2 separate regions of the Mus musculus genome follow, and region 2 is linked to region 1. The links are chromatin contacts, called in public Hi-C maps. All regions are on one chromosome and are shown on one strand. The core of a region is the stretch at or near the end of the contact, and the rest is flanking DNA. Distances in the headings are between cores, read along the strand shown.

Region 1 (3,589 bases), core at 566-3,065:
CTTGCATGGTCCCCCAGCATGGATAGATCTCAAACCTAAGCCCTTTGGCATAGCATGAAAACCTATGCAGTTGCCAAAGATGGATAAACGGCTCCTGTCATGCAGTCTAGACACAAACACCACGGCAATGACTGAGCTTGTGTCAGTATTGTATCTGGGTATCTAGGGCCATACAGAGTGCCACTGGCTAGTACAGCTTAGACAACAGAAATATTTTCCTCCTTTGCAGAGGACTAGAAGTCAAGAGGCCAGAGCAGAGCCAGTTGGTTTCTCAGAGACCTCTCCCATCAGCTAGCTGACTCTGCCCATGTAACACACCTAACCACCCCACCTCCATTCCATTCCATTCCATCCCACCCCACCCCACCCCACCCCCCACACACCCCAGTGCTGCTGTGTGTCTCTAGGTCTCCTGACAGATTTGTTGAAATAGTCACATTCTGGGATCCTGAGGGTCAGAGGGAATATGATTCAGCTATGGTGTTTCCCTCACGTTCAATTAAGATAATTCTGTAGTGTTTCTCCCTCCACAGGGTAAATGAGTGGGCCTAGTCCAGTCAGTTGGGACCATTAAAAAATGCAGGGAAACCCTGCCTGCCAACTCCTGAGTAGTTCCATTAACCCTTCGCTGAGTACACAGATTTCAGAAGTGCCAGCCCCACAATAACATAACTAGTTCCCTGTGGCAAACAGACACACACACACACACACACACACACACACACACACTCGTTTTCCCTGACTTTATTTTTGTTGTGATTTGGCGAGGGGGGGCGGGGGAGGCGGTAACAAGGTCTCATTTTGTTGGTCTTGAACCCACAGCAGTCCTCCTGACTCAGCCTCTGGAAGGCTGGGATTATAGCAGACATCTGCCAGAAAGCCCTTGGCTGCCAAGTTAGTCTTATCTAGTAACGAGGGAACTGGGAATGCAGCCCTCATTCCAGAAACAATATGCCCAGCACAATTCAGAGATGGTGGTTAAAGTAACGCTAAAAAGCGGACAGGAAACGCACCCAGCCACAACACAACGATGGGCGCAGGGACCAAGTCCTGCCGCTCTGCAGTCCTTGGAAGTCCTGGGCTCTGCAGGCCGCCTCCCCAATGCAGAGAAGCCCAGCGCCACGCGTCCCCGCAGCCTCCACTGGTGAGCGCGGACTCCGCTGCCATCCTGCGGCTGTCTAAGGCTCGCTGGGCCGCGCGCAAATACCCAGAGCTCCCGGCTGGAGGCCAGGGGCGCGCGCCGGGCATCTTGGGGCGCGCACACAGAGCTGCCCGCACGGACTCCGCACCGCGTGGAGGGGCGGGAAGCCGCATCTCCTCAGGGCAGGCCGGCCAATGGGCGGTCTCGCTGATGCTGTAATGCTCCAACTCTGCCTTTCATTGGCCAGCTCTTCTCTGGGCTCTAACTAGTTAGTTTTTGGTTTTGAAGGTATTTTTTTGTTTGTTTGGTTTGGTTTGTTTGTTTTCTCTCCAGAAATTCAAATAAGAGGAGACAAAATCCAAAGCAAAACCGGGAGTCCCTGAGCCCTGATCTTGGGGACATAAGGAGACACCTCTACAGAGCCTTCTTGGCCTGACAAGGCCCAGGTATCTGCCAGGCTTTAAGGTCAGCAGACATAGAGTGGTTGTTGTTCATGTTTCTTACTGCCTGATGGGTCAGAGCCAAGGGTACTGGGACAGACTGGCAAGAGGGACGCACAGATTTGCAGGGAGCTGTGAGTGCCAAACTTGGCTGATCTCTGAACCGTTTATTGCCAGAGTGTATCATAGACCCAGTGTCCCATGGATCACACTCTAGAGAATGCTCTCGGAAGGACTGGGCTCTGCAGTCCTCAGTTCTCAGTTCAGCCGTGTAGGCCTTCAGACCAGGTTTCCCAGGCACCCCTATGTCAGAGCATAACCTGACTGTGACATAACCAAGCTGCCGTTTGTTTACCCACTCCCCAAACCCTACTTAACTGCAGGTTGGCCTTTAAACCATTACCGGTGCCTCCCATCCTCCTCTTTGCACCAGGTTTCTGGCTCAGGTGGTCAGATTCCAGCCAGCCAAGCTTTCAGAACCAGAGATGACAGGTCCTGGACACAATTCTGCCCAAAGTGACCCCTGGGAGGACCAAGAGACAGAGAAATAAGCGAGTGTGCTTGGTAGAGGACTCAAGTGATGCCAACTATGGTGACATCTCTTAAAAAGGGAATGACAGTCTGTTGAGAGGATCAAAGTAAAAGAGGAGACTTGACAGCAGTGAGGACGAGGCTGGAAGTACAAAGGCCAAGGCAGTGTGGGCTTGTTAAAGTAGCCATTGCCCAGGGAGGGGTCTGGGGATGCCTCTCATCCCAGGGCATTGCTCTGGGCTCTGAAAGTCAAACTCAGTCTCTTGGGAAGGAAATGAGTGTCCTCAGCCTTGGTCAGCATACATCCTGGCTACAGCCAGTTCTTGCTCCGTGCCCCCCTATGCCCACACTCACACCCCAGATGCAGCTTCCACCACCTCCCCACCCCCACCCCAGATGTGGCTTCCACACTCTGCTTGCAACCATTCAGGGAGCATTGTTTAGGCCAGTACCATATAACCAGAAGTCAGCAAGACCTTTAGAACCAAGCAGGAAGATGCAGCTTGCACGGGAGTGGGGCAGGGGTGTCCTTGAGGCTGGGCCACACAGGGCTAGAATGGCGAGAAGAGTCTAGAGGACAAGATGAAGCAGAGACAAGATGAAAGAGAAGGAGCATTCCTTGATGCGGTCCCAGTACCTTTGGGTATTAGGAGCCCTTCATTCTGGTCCCAGCTCCCCTATTTTTACTGGGGTGACCTTGGGCCAGTCATCTCAGCTGTGGCCTAGTTTCTTTACTTATAAAACAGTAGGGGAGGGGCTAAAATGGTTAAAGGCCCCTCCTCTTCAGCCTCAGTAGCATCCTCTTTTGGGGGAGGTCCTCTTAGCTACTACAGCTGGCACCACTGTTGAGAGGCTGGGCAGATGGCTGCAGATGACACAGTCATGCTCAGGGGTGGGGTGGGAGTGCTGACACCCAGGGATGACTCAAAGATGGTGCAGCACGAAGCCCTCTCCCTCTTCATCTTTGCATATACTGCTCGCTGAGACCCCAGGACCCAGTGACTAATGTGACTGTCTCCTTGAACGGCATCGGATGGTCCAGCAGCAGCCTCTGCAGGCTCCACCTCTCTCTCTCTCTCTCTCTCTCTCTCTCTCTCTCTCTCTCTCTCTCTCTCTCTGCTGGCAGCAGGCAGCAGAATTTAGAAGGAAAAAAAAAAAAAAACCAAACTCCTGCTTTCAGGAAGGTGAAGTCAGACTCCTGAGCCAGGACAGGAGGCCAGCGACAGAGAGGTAATTTTCCCAGAAGCAGGGAAAGGGGGTTGTGCCAAGGAAGCCCTGCTGTTCCTCCACCCCACAGACTCCAAGGAGAAGCAAGTCCCTTGCTCCCATCTGATGGCATACCCTATTTTGCAGCTGTTATCTGTGTTTAGCTAAGAATCCTTTCTTTAGAAAGAAGTCTGATGTAAAAGCAAAAACAAGACATTGTTCAATAACTATTTCTTGAAGTAAATGTGTCAAGTGCAATGGTAAGAACCAG
Region 2 (3,589 bases), core at 639-3,138, 100 kb before region 1:
ATACTCATGAGAATGAAACCCTCATGACCAATGGTCTCTTAAAGGCTCCACCACTTGTCAACACTTCAAGGCTGAGCATTAAATTACAATGGAAACGATGGTGTAAAAAAGGGCACATTAGAGCAGAACACGAATATCTTGGACAATGTGCTGGAAAGAGGGATGCTGGAGGGGAAGGTTCACAGTAAGTTCAGACATGGGTGTGCCTGAGGATCCTCAGGGAATGGGACACTTCATTGGGAAGCTCGGGGTTGATGACATCCATCTTTGTCTCATTTCTATGGCATCAGCTCTGCCCTCAAGTAGACATTCCAGCTGACTCCATTTTGGTCACAGAGTCTGATGACCCTTCTGGATGAGAACTGGCTTGTTTTCTTATTAGCAGCAAGAGTTGGTTTTTTGTTTTTGTTGTTTTCCAAGTAGTATCAATGACAATTGTTATTTGCTCACACATCAAGTGTCTTAGGACCTACCTGTGCTTAATAATACTTGTCATGTCATTACTAAATGGTCAGCAATTATGAAAAATCAAATTCAGAAGGGCACTAAACACACTCTATAGTTTCACAAGGGACCACTGTATGTTCTGTGGGTTATGAGGCAGAGAGTGGAGGAAGATGAGGTGGGTGACCTTCACCATGCAGATGTCCCAGATTGCCTCTAGTCGAGTCATGTTCCTGTATCCTTTGGGATAGCCTGGCACGAGTGCTTTTCCTTCTCAAAACTGTTTGAGAAGGAATGTAAAATCTCGAAGAACATCCTTTAGAAATTTTAGCACAATTTTTGACACTTAAAAAAAATCAAATTACAGGCAAAGTAACTGAGAGTAAAGAAATATCTTTATAGATAACCAAACTGTGCCATGTGCTGTTAGCTACAATCTTAAAATGATTGTCTTTTCCATTTAATAATTAACCTGTGATTTCTTCTTTAAATGAATTACATAAGTCTTGATTAACAAACTACAAAGAAGCCCGCCTGCTGTGTGGTTTCAAATGGATTGTGTAATCACAGACATTTGGAGTTTAACTACTCATTATGGTATTAAAGTAGGCAAAATGGGGTTATTTATATGATTTTGTTGTTTCATTTCCAAATGGCCAGGAAAGAGAAAGGGTTATAGATCTTTGTCATAAATAATGCACTGCAAGGTAAACAGAAGACATTTAAACAAAGATGAAGTTTACATGTTTTTCTACCAACCTATCAAATAAAAACAGCTGGCTAGATTGTTATCAAGTGTACCGGGTATGTTTGGGACAATGTGATTAAATAATGGCTGCATGGCATGAACTAAATTCCATCTGTACATTAGGAAGCACTGATGGAAACAAGCAGGCATTCTAACCAGCAGAAGCAGGTCAAATTAGCAGAACCTGTGACCAGCCATCAGAAGTGACATATTATATGTTATTAGGATGGACTGAATTGGAAAGGTTGAAAAGAAGTGATTTTACAGAAAAGTCCCAAATAAAAAAATCAGATGCGCCCTGATGTTGACGTTAATTTTCAGTGGGGACTGCTTCTCACCTGCGGGATCGGTGATGTGCTAGGTGACCAGCAGAGCGATTTATTGATTTCATGAATAACCAGGTTCCGCTGTTGGTATGAGGAAACCCTGCCAGACCAAATAAGTAAAAGGCAAACTGGCGAGAAACATCACTACATGACTCCTGTTTAATGTCATGTATTTTTCACATGCTATAAAGAATGAGGACCAGGAGGATGCCATGTCAGATCTTGTGAGGCATCTTTTGATGCATGTGTGTAGAGTAAGAGTAATGTTTATGTTCCTGATCAGTTTGTTTCTCATTACTTTCCTATGCTTCTGACTAACCACGTCCTGTTGTGCAAGTTACTGAATGATATCAGACTTGGACTGTGGGCCAGTGCAATCCCACAGCAATCACAGGAAAGGGACACAAGAAGATGTCTGTGCACTTGAGCAAGTACATATATTCCCTTGAGATGTGTCCATTTTTTTTCTTCTATGGTTTTAAAGTTTTATTTTTATTATTGTTGGTGTTTTAATTTATAGGCATATGTGTGTGCATTTATGTATGTATGTAACATGTTGAGTTTTTATGTGCAATGTACAACATGTGCATGTAAATGCCTGTTAAGGCCAGAAGATGGCATTGAGTTCCCTGGAACTGGAGTATAGATCATGAACTGACTGATGTAGGTTCTGGGAACCAAACCAGGGTCCTCTTCAAAAGCAGTCAGCCAGAGCTCTTAACCACTGACCCATCTCTCCAGCCCCTCTTCTGTGGTCTTAATAACATACTTATTTATTCATATAAGGAATATGTTTCATGTATCCAAACACTGAATAGCTAAACCACATTGTTAAAGTTCAGCTTCTCAACCTCTCACCTAGTGCCCCTCCCACCACCATGCATGTGGCTTCCAGCAAGAAACATACTATGTACATTTAAACAAAAATGCATTTGTAGTTCCTTTGTTAATTGCATTTCTTACAGTTTGAAGATCAATCTACATCAGTAGACCTGCAGATCTACAAAAAGAGATGGTTCATTCTCTTTAATGTCTGCAACTCAATTTGATTAGGCCTCTCTGATTAACTCATAGAGTGGTTAACTCAGAAAGAGGTACCCTGTGCCTGTTACTGAGATGTTCGTCTAACAGTCTATTATTTATGAGAGCAGGCATTTAAGTAGGGCATTATCCATGCTGTGCAATTCCGTTTAAGTTTCCGTTTTCCTTGTTTCCTTGCTAATTAGCTTACCAGTCATCATGAGCTTACCCATCATCATGTTTCCTTCTGACTTTTTTTCCATACATTTTTAGATTTTATTCATCCCCTTCATCTCCAGCTTTCCATCAGTTTCCTGCCCATCCTTCCTGCTAAACATCCCCTGCCCCTGTTAGATTCAGTAGAATACAGAACTATGCTAAGATGACCAAGTCCAAAAATGTCTGGAATAATAACCACAGCTAACATGTGCGATGAATTCTATGAGCCAGGCAATGCTCAAACATTTTTATTGGACTGATCATTTAATCCTTACAACCACTCAAAGAGCTGGAGCCCATTGCTTTCCTGCTTTTGTAGATAGGGAAACTGAAGCTCATTAAGAATGCTCAAATGTTGAGTGGCAGAATTGGGATTTGATTCCAAAGTCTGCCATTCAGAGAGGACTAAGAGAAAGACAGAATTGGGACAAAATGTCACATGTCTGTGAAGCCTTTGAAGTGTTTCCTGCTTGGGCAGACTCACCACTGTTTGGTTATCTAGCTGTAAGCGGCCTTGACTTGAAGAAGGGGGGATGTGACTCAGCTGACAGGTGGACTTGGGTGCACCCTGTCTTTGGTTTGCATAAAACTCATCCACAAACTGTATATGAGAGAACTTGTCTTGTGCTCTGACAATTGGTGTAATTTTTCTTTGGATTGGTGTAATTCCAAATATGCATTGAAGGAGTCACTTTTTCTTGTCTACTCTGTGATAGGCAGGAAGCTGGGCACCATTCTCCCAGCCAGATATTGTGTTACCTGTGAGCACCCACTGCAATGGCTGCTTAAACATCCTGTGTTCCTCCAATAGAGCCTTGGACACTGGAACACC

The links. A called contact is a pair of places that touch in the nucleus more often than the background predicts.
Region 2: a contact with region 1 is called in a Hi-C map of liver, with 4 times the contacts expected there. The contact joins two enhancer-like sites. A contact is called at or near these places in 4 of 484 Hi-C or Micro-C datasets (the AML12 cell line, the N1E-115 cell line, cerebral cortex and 1 more).

What each region holds. Positions count from the first base shown.
Region 1 is chr13:36,576,392-36,579,980 of GRCm38.p6, reverse strand. No RefSeq gene overlaps it. Among named protein-coding and RNA genes, the nearest start is that of Gm46409, 35 kb to the left of the region's middle. Within about 2 kb of position 1,815, at least 187 of the 459 cell types and tissues checked have an H3K27ac peak or open chromatin away from gene starts, as enhancers often do. A contact at or near this core is called in the N1E-115 cell line and liver, where this site is marked.
Region 2 is chr13:36,679,165-36,682,753 of GRCm38.p6, reverse strand. No RefSeq gene overlaps it. Among named protein-coding and RNA genes, the nearest start is that of Gm26395, 27 kb to the right of the region's middle. Within about 2 kb of position 1,888, at least 4 of the 459 cell types and tissues checked have an H3K27ac peak or open chromatin away from gene starts, as enhancers often do. A contact at or near this core is called in the N1E-115 cell line and liver, where this site is marked.